2 separate regions of the Pan troglodytes genome follow, and region 1 is linked to region 2. Evidence: chromatin contacts called from public HiChIP or PLAC-seq data. All regions are on one chromosome and are shown on one strand. Each heading gives the region's core, a stretch centred on a gene start, on an enhancer-like site or on the middle of the called end of the contact. The rest is flanking DNA. Distances are from core to core; before and after follow the strand shown.

Evidence for each region. HiChIP or PLAC-seq counts read pairs in DNA pulled down with a chosen protein or histone mark.
Region 1: an H3K4me3 HiChIP or PLAC-seq map of stem cell-derived excitatory neurons shows a contact between it and region 2, with 9 times the contacts expected there. The contact joins the promoter of MRPS10 here to the promoter of MED20 in region 2. A contact is called at or near these places in 1 of 7 Hi-C or Micro-C datasets (induced pluripotent stem cells) and 1 of 1 datasets of contacts at active chromatin or transcription factors (stem cell-derived excitatory neurons).

The regions. Positions count from the first base shown.
Region 1 is chr5:48,104,545-48,108,711 of NHGRI_mPanTro3-v2.0_pri, forward strand. MRPS10 (mitochondrial ribosomal protein S10) reads right to left here and starts at 2,200. Exons shown (of 7, transcript XM_518474.9): 1 at 2,057-2,200. The coding sequence starts at 2,104.
Region 2 is chr5:47,803,442-47,807,804 of NHGRI_mPanTro3-v2.0_pri, forward strand. MED20 (mediator complex subunit 20) reads right to left here and starts at 1,314. Exons shown (of 4, transcript NM_001246490.1): 1 at 1,232-1,314. The coding sequence starts at 1,245. BYSL (bystin like) reads left to right here and starts at 1,297. Exons shown (of 7, transcript XM_016955476.3): 1 at 1,297-2,057. The coding sequence starts at 1,790.

The sequences.
Region 1 (4,167 bases), core at 950-3,449, 300 kb after region 2:
GACAAATCATAACTCTATAATCTTCTTTGCACCAAAGGGGAAAAGGAAAAAGGAAATCAGGTACAACACAAAGTGGTAAGAGGTATGTGCCATTCTTCGGACAAAATTGCATAGAAAATTCCCTCCCAACAATTACACCAGTGACCCCACAATCGAATTGTGCAAGAGGAGCAAGAATATTACACTTCTCAGTCACATTCTCCCACTATAAACCTCTGCTTTTTCTTTTCTTTTTTTTTCTTTTCTTTTCTTTTTTTTTTTTGAGACAGAGTCTTGCTCTGTCGCCCAGGCTGGAGTACAGTGGAGCATTCTCAGCTCACTGAAACCTCCGCCTCCTGGGTTCAAGCAATTCTCCTGCCTTAGCCTCCTGAGTAGGTGGGATTACAGGGGCCCACCGCCACACTCAGCTAATTTTTGTATTTTTAGTAGAGACGGAGTTTTGCCATGTTAGCCAGGATGGTCTTGATCAGGAGATCTCGTGATCCGCCCACCTCGGCCTCCCAAAGTGTAGGGATTACAGGCGTGAGCCACCGTGCCCGGCCAAGAAGTTTTTAAATTGCATTTTTTCTTTGTATTTCTTGAGAGAGAGAGAGAGAGAGAGAGAGAGAGAGAGAGAGAGAGAGAGAGTGTGTGTGTGTGTGTGTGTGTGTGTGTGTGTGTGTGTGTGTGTGTGTTGGGGGAGTGGTGGTTTGGAAGGGAGGGCTGTCTGGGTAAATTTGTCTTAATAAAGCAGTTCAAAAATTTCAATCTCTAATATCATCTGACTTTTCTCAAGAACAGTGGTTTTCAGGCCGGGTGCGGTGGCTCAAGCCTGTAATCCCAGCACTTTGGGAGGCCGAGGCGGCCGGATCACTTGAGGTCAGGAGTTCGAGACCAGCCTGACCGACATGGTGAAACCCCGTCTCTACTAAACATACAAATATTAGCTGGGCATGGTGACGCATGACTGTAATTCCAGCTGCTCGGGAGGCTGAGGTAGGAGAATCACTTGAACCCGGGAGGTGGAGGCTGCAGTGAGCCGAGATCGTGCCATTGCGCTCCAGCTTGGGCGACAAGAGCGAAACTCCGTCTTCAAACAAAAACAAAAACGGTGGTCTCAAAGTGTAGTCTGAGGACGTCTGTGGGGTCTGAGACACTTTCAGGGGATCCGGGAAATCAAAACTATTTTCATAAAACCAAAACGTCATTTACAACTTTTCCACTCATTCTCTTACCAGTGTACAGTGAAGTTTTCCCGTGACAGCCTGAGGTGTGATATAGGAAAAGATTAAATACAGAAGCAGATTTGAATCTAGCTTTTATTAAGCCAGAAATTAAAGAGAGCTGCAAAAATGTAAAACATTGCTGCTCCTTACTCAGTTTGTTCAGAAAATATATTTTTCATAAAGTATTAGTTGTAACATGTAATGAGTTAGTGTTACTTTTAAGTCAATATATATTCTTAAGTTTTATTTTCCAAAAAGCTAAATATAGATAGCAAAAACCCACAAAAACAAAAGCTCTCTGGAGTCCTGAACTCCGAAAGTGTAAAGTGGTCCCAAGGCCAAAAAGCAGGAGAACCGCTGCTGAAAAGTTTTTGCTCCTCCTGCAAATAACTGCGCAGAGGATATCTAACCCACTCCTCTGGCTTGAGACCTTCATCTAAATTTGGATGCCAGGAAAGCATCTCAATTTAGTTCCATGGGAAGAGTCTGAGATCTTGCACCAGCTCAGCCTCTAATTTTCGCGAGGCAAATTTCCTGTCTTCTCTGAGCCTCAGTTTATTTTGCAAGCGTGAAAGGAGGGGTTTTGGAACATACGAAGTACAAAATCTTTTCCAGCTCTGACATTCTACGATTATTCTTGTTCCTATCTTTGCCTGGACTCACTAACTTATATTTAATTCCATGAGAGAATTCTGATAAAACCAGCCCCTTTCTCGTCACTTTCCTGTAAACGGCGCGAGGTGAGGGATAAATATCAGGAAAAATCCTGATGGGCAGAGCGGCTGGTGGCAGGGAAACTTAAAAGCAACTATCCCGGTCAGCCCTCCTAGTCTCCCTAGCCAATCCAGTACCTGCCAGAGGCGCCGGCACACAGCCCCGAACGCTGTCCGCGCCGCCATCTTGCCGGTCCCGACCTCTCAGGATTGCTTCCGGGGTTACAGCGGCGTCCTCAGACCATAGAGTTCCGCAAAAGAAGAGAGTACATCCTCATGTTCCGGCGCCGGAACAACCATAGAGACATGATCCTGTGCTTTTTGGGGGCGGGACAGTTGGCTGGCCGAGGCTGGTTTTGCTCCGGCCAGTGTCTGGATAGTTACCGAGCCCTATTAATGTTTTCACCTTTAAATTGTTGTGTGTGTATACACACACACACACACACACACACATTTATTTATTTACTTATTTTTTCCTTTTAGAGACTGAGTCTCACTCGGCTGCCCAGGCTGGAGTGCAGTGGGCACAGTCATAGCTCACTGCAGCCTCAAACTCCTGCCTCAAGTGATCCTCCTGCCTCAGCCTCCCAAGTAGCTGGACTACAAGTGCGTGCCACCACAGCCGACTAATTTTTTGTTTTTTTTAAATTTTCTTGTAGAGACAGGGTCTCATTATATTGCTCTCATTATTTTGTGGGCTGGTCTTGAATTCCTGTCCTCAAGTGATCCTCTGGCCTTGGCCTCCCAAAGGACTGAGATTACAGGCATGAACCACAAAGCCCGGACTGAAACTAGTGTATTGACACCATTTACTTCAGTACTGGAATAATGGGTGATTTATTTTCCTATTTTTGCATTTTTCAATTTTTTTTGCATTTTTCAAAATTTTAACAAAATCTATATTTAACAAGAAAAAGAAAAGTCGGCCACTACCGTTGGGTCCAGTTGCCACTCAGTTACCTTATTGCAGCGGCTTTCTAATTATGGTTCTTAATCCTTTCTTCCTTCCCCACACCAATTGGAATTCCTGTGCTCCAACCATTTTGTATACCGCTGTCCTACTGATCTTTCTAAATTATTCATTTCCTTATGTTACTCTAGTATTTAGGAATTTACAATGGCTAGCTTCACTTACAACAAGCCAAAGTGTTTTGTCTAATTATTAATGTCCACCATAATTTTTTCCAAGTAAAAAGATGTATAACTGGGATTTGCTGTAATAAAAACTTCTTCAGGCTGGGTGCGGTGGCTCACACCTGTAATCCCAGCACTTTGGGAGGCTGAGGTGGGCGGATCATCTGAGGTCAGGAGTTCGAGACCAGCCTGGCCAACATGGTGAAACCCCATCTCTACTAAAAACACAAAAAATTAGTGGGGTGTCATCGTTGTGTGCCTGTAGTCCCAGCTACTCAGGAGGCTGAGGCACGAGAATTGCTTGAACCCGGGAAGTGGAGGTTGCAGTGAGGCAAGATCGTGCCACTGCACTGCAGCCTGGGAGACACAATGAGACTCTGTCTAAAAAAAAAAAGAAAGAAAGAAAAGAAAAGAAAAGGCCAGGTGCAGTGGCTCGGCTCACACCTGTAATTCCAGCACTCAGCACTTTGGGAGGCCAAGGCGGGTGGATCACCTGACGTCAGAAGTTCAAGATCAGCCTGGCCAACATGGCAAAACCCCGTCTCTACTAAAAATACAAAGTCAGGCATGGTGGTGTGCACCTGTAATCCCAGCTATTTGGGAGGCTGAGGCAGGAGAATCTCTTGAACCCGGGAGGCAGAGAGTGCAGTGAGCCGAGATTGAGATTGTACCACTGCACTCCAGTCTAGGGAACAGAGCGAGATTCCGTCTCCAAAAAAAAAAAAACTTATTCCATTTGTGCAAATCTTTAAAAATTTATTTTTATTTTTCCTTTTACTTTCTCCTCATCTTAAAGTCTGCTTCTATAATACTATATTGTCTTTTGTGTGTGTGTGTGTGAGACAGTGTCTCGCTCTGTTGACCAGGCTGGAGAGCATTGGCTTGATCATAGCCCACTGCAGCCTCAAACTCCTGGGGTTAAGTGATCCTCACACCACAGCCTCTGGACTATCTAAAACTACAGGTGTTTGCGACCATTTTTTATTTTATTTTTATTGTTTTGTAGAGACAGAGACTTGCTATGTTGCCCAGGCTGGTCTCAAACTCCTGGCTTCCAGCAATCCTCTCACCTTGGCCTCCCAAAGTGCTGGTTTTACAGGTATGAGCCACTGCAC
Region 2 (4,363 bases), core at 64-2,563:
AAAAAAAGAAAGAGCAAGGGTTCCAGGGTTCTACGCTGCATCCTTTCCATTTCCATTCCTCACATATCTTGCTTCCATTAAGGAACACAGGAGGATCGTGTCAATCGTAGGAAGCAAGAGTGTAATCACTGAGAAACCTGCAAGAACCTGGGCTACCAGGAGGAAAAGTATTTCCCCTACACATGCTTTTGTATGAGAAGCCTATATCCACTGGCTTCAAATATCCTGGCCTCCGGGTTTCTCCCACGGGAAAAATGCTCACGTCTACTGAGATAAGAAAAAAATGTTCTGGGACCTGGCACCTTACAACTAACGCCTCCACGAGCACTGGACCCATACCTTTCCCTGCCACCTCATCTTCTTTCAACTGAGACTTAAAACATATGAAAGATAAAAACTCCATTGAAACTAGACCAACCATGGAATTAAACATAGTGGGAAACGGGTCCTAAAGAGATAAAGTGCCTGGAACCATGATCTCCTTATTATCAATACCCTCTTTTTTCCTCTAGACCCAAGATCTTAAAATGAGCAAATTAGAAACAGACACAAGCGGGTCTAACTGTATTTGATGGCTGAGGGAAGAGCAGGCGAAAATCTTAAAAAATACTATCTCCTGATTGCTTATGGCCCACTCCCTCCAACCCTGTCTGCAGGTGGGTCATAGTCCAAAGACCCTATTTCCAACCCTGAGGTCCCACTGCAGGCAGTACTGTGGCCTCACGGGAAGGAAGATGTATCCAGAAGAGAATGAGGTATACAACCATTGATAGGTTCCTGGGATAAAAAGTTTGCTTTGTCGACACCAGCGTGGCCAATATGGTGAAACCCCATTTCTACTAAAAATACAAAAAGTAATCGGGCGTGGTGGCGGGCGCCTGTAGTCCCAGCTACTCGGGACTACAGGAGAATCGCTTGAACCCAAGAGGCGGAGTGTTGCAGTGAGCCAAGATCGTTCCACTGCACTCCAGTCTGGCGACAGGGCGAGACTCCGTCTTAAAAAACAAAACAAAACAAAACAAAAACCTTTGCTTTCCCGCCTTCCAAGAGGAAGGGGCGCATCTCTGAGGAAACAAGCCCGGGGAACCCGCAGCCCGCACGGCATCCTCTCATCCACACAACCCGAGGATATCTCCCTCAGCTCCCAGAGGACGGCGGACCATGGTCAAGGTCCTCTTTCCGGCCTTTCACAACTCCAAGCCCCGCCCCACAAAACCCCCTGCAGTCCTACCAAGTCACTCCCATGGCGTCGGGCCAGGAAGGTGGCAGAATCACACAGTAGAAACGCAGGGTTCCCTGTCCGCCCACAGAAACTGCTTCAGTTCCCCAACACAACCTTCTGTCTCAGAAGGGACTCCGGAAATACGTAAAAACAGAGCGCCGGGTTCACGCCTTCCCCAAGGAATGGGGCGTGTCTCGGCACCCCTCGGTGACGCCTCCACTGACATCATCTGCGGATTCCCGCCCCGAGGTTTCTAAATCCAGACATTCCCGTTTGGCTGAGCACTCTAGGCCTACATCCATGAAGCTAGGAGAGCGACACTCAAAGACTGCACTATTGAGAGAAGCTAACGTTAAAGGCAGTGAATATATTCGGGAGTCCAGCTCCGGAAAACGGGAGCTCTTTTAGTGGGAGGGGCGGCGCTGATGGCGCTTCTGGCCTCCGAATGCTAGGGGGCACTGTGATCGCCGGGCGGCCTCTTGGGCGCTGGGAGTCCACCGCGCAAGCGCATCCTGGCCTTTCTTCAGTCCCCACGTGCGATCCTTCCCGGCAACTTTTTCGAGAAAAATGCCCAAATTCAAGGCGGCCCGTGGGGTCGGGGGTCAGGAAAAACATGCGCCCCTGGCCGATCAGATCCTGGCTGGGAATGCGGTGCGGGCGGGGGTCCGGGAGAAGCGGCGGGGTCGCGGGACCGGAGAAGCGGAGGAAGAGTATGTGGGGCCCCGGCTGAGCCGACGGATTTTGCAGCAAGCACGGCAGCAACAGGAGGAACTCGAGGCCGAGCATGGGACTGGGGACAAGCCCGCGGCGCCGCGGGAACGCACCACGCGGCTGGGTGAGTGTCTGGGATGAGGTCCGAGGAAGACAGTGGCCAGTAGTGGGGCGGGGTGGACAGCTAAAAAGTGTCTGGCAGGGGAATTGCTTCGAGTCAACAACGGGTCCCGTATTACACTTGCAAAGGAGACTGAACCCTGTCTAGAGCCCTCCGCGCCCACTCCTAGTTTTAGGCACTCCCTTCTAGACACGCCCGAAGTTAGGCCAACAGTAATCGATCGTGCCACTAAGTGCTCCTAGCATGTATCCATTGGTTTTGTAAATATTTATGGGATACCCACTACGAGCTTTGCGCTATGCTCGGAATTCTATCGAATGTTTGGGTACAGAAGTAAACAACACAGGCACGTCTAACTTAAGGACCTTACAGTCAAGCCCAGCAGAGAGGCAATTAAGTAGACTCTTAGAATAATATATTTCCATGATAAAGTATCGTTTCCCTGGTAACAATAGCATTGGTCTTGAGAAGCTTCTCCGATTGCAGCAGGACCTTTAAGCTGAGAACTGAAAAACGAATGGGAAGTGTTATGAGCAGAAAACACATTGTTTAGCAGCCAAAGAGCGAGAGAGATGAATTGAAAGACGTCTGATGTTTTCTCACTAGGGAGGGAGTGTTGACCTCTGAGGTGCTTCATCCGTTTCTCAGATCTCATCTAAAGCAATATTTGACACAATTGAATAGTGGCCTTCTGGCCACAGTATCCTTACTTGGGTTCTAAGACATCAACACTCCTGTTTTACTGCCACCTCACTTCTCAGTATCCTTGGCTGACTCTTATTGCAACCTCTTCTCCTCAGTCCTCTGACCTCTTCAAATATTCTCTGGTGCTGGCAAGTTTCATGGTTTAAATACCATCCTTGAGTGACTACTCCTAACTTTATAGTCTAGCCCTGATCTCTTCCATGAAATCCAGATTCTTATATTCAACTGCCTATTTGGCATCTCCAATTTGAAATCTAACAGACAGCTCAAATTTAACATGTACAAAACAGAAATCCTGACCTTCCCTCCAAACCTGCTTCTCTCACCATTGCCTTCCCTGTCTCAGTTAGTAGCATTTCATTTGCTCAAGATAAACTTTAGACTCCTCTCTCTCCCTGCCCCCACCATCTCCTCTCTCTGTCTCTCCCTCCCCACATCTGATCTGTAAGGAAATTCTGATGACTTTGCCTTCAAAGTGTATCCAAAATGAGACCACTTTTCACCGCTTTGGAACACCATCCTGTCGTAGCCACCACAATCTCTCACCTGGATTATCACAGTAGCCTCCTCTTTAGTATCTCATATTCTCCGTTTTTTCTTTTTTTCTTTTTTTTTGAGACAGAGTCTCTCGCTCTGTCACCCAGGATAGAGTGCGGTGGCACAATCATAGCTAACTGCAGCCTCAATCTCCTGGGCTCCAGCCGTCTTTCCACCTCAGCCTCCCACATAGCTGGGACCACAGGTGTGTGCCACCATGTCCAACTAATTCTTTTTTTTTTTTTTTTTTTGAGACGGAGTCGTTCTGTCGCCCAGGCTGTAGTGCAGTGGTGCAATCTTGGCTCACTGCAACCTCTGCCACCTAGGTCCAAGCAATTCTTCTGCCTCAGCCTTCTGAGTAGCTGAGATTACAGGCGTGAGCCATCACATCCAGTTAATTTTTGTATTTTCAGTAGAGATGGGGTTTCACCATGTTGGCCAGGCTGGTCTTGAACTCCTGACTTCAGGTCATCGTCCACCTCTGCCTCCCAAAATGCTGGGATTACAGGCGTGAGCCACCGCACCCGGCCGCTAATTATTTAATTATTTGTAGAGATGAGGTCTCACAGTGGTGCCCAGTTTGGTCTCAAACTCCTGGGCTCAAACGACCCTCCCTGCCTTGGCCTCCCAAAGTGCTGGGATTACAGGTGTGAGCTACTGCACCCTGCCGTGTCTCGTACTCTCTACAAAGCACTCACAGGTGGGGGATTACAATGGTCTACAATGCACTATATGATCTGCCTCCTTTGCCAGTCTGACCTCTTCTACTGCTTTCCTCTTTGCCCATTCCACTCCACCTATTTAGGCTTCATTGTGCCTTAAACGTGGGAAATTAGGGGGTTTGGCCTGGTTGTTCCTTCTCTCTGGGATAGTTTGTTCTCATACACTTGTAGGGTTACTTTCTCAGAGAGGCCTCTCCACTCCATTTAACATTGCAGCACTCTACTCCATCTCCATACTCCCAGCATTTCTGCCCTATCTTTTTTTCATAGTACTTATCTTTTTTTTTTTTTGAGACAGAGTCTCGCTCCGTCACCCAGGCTGAGTGCAATACCACGATCTTGGCT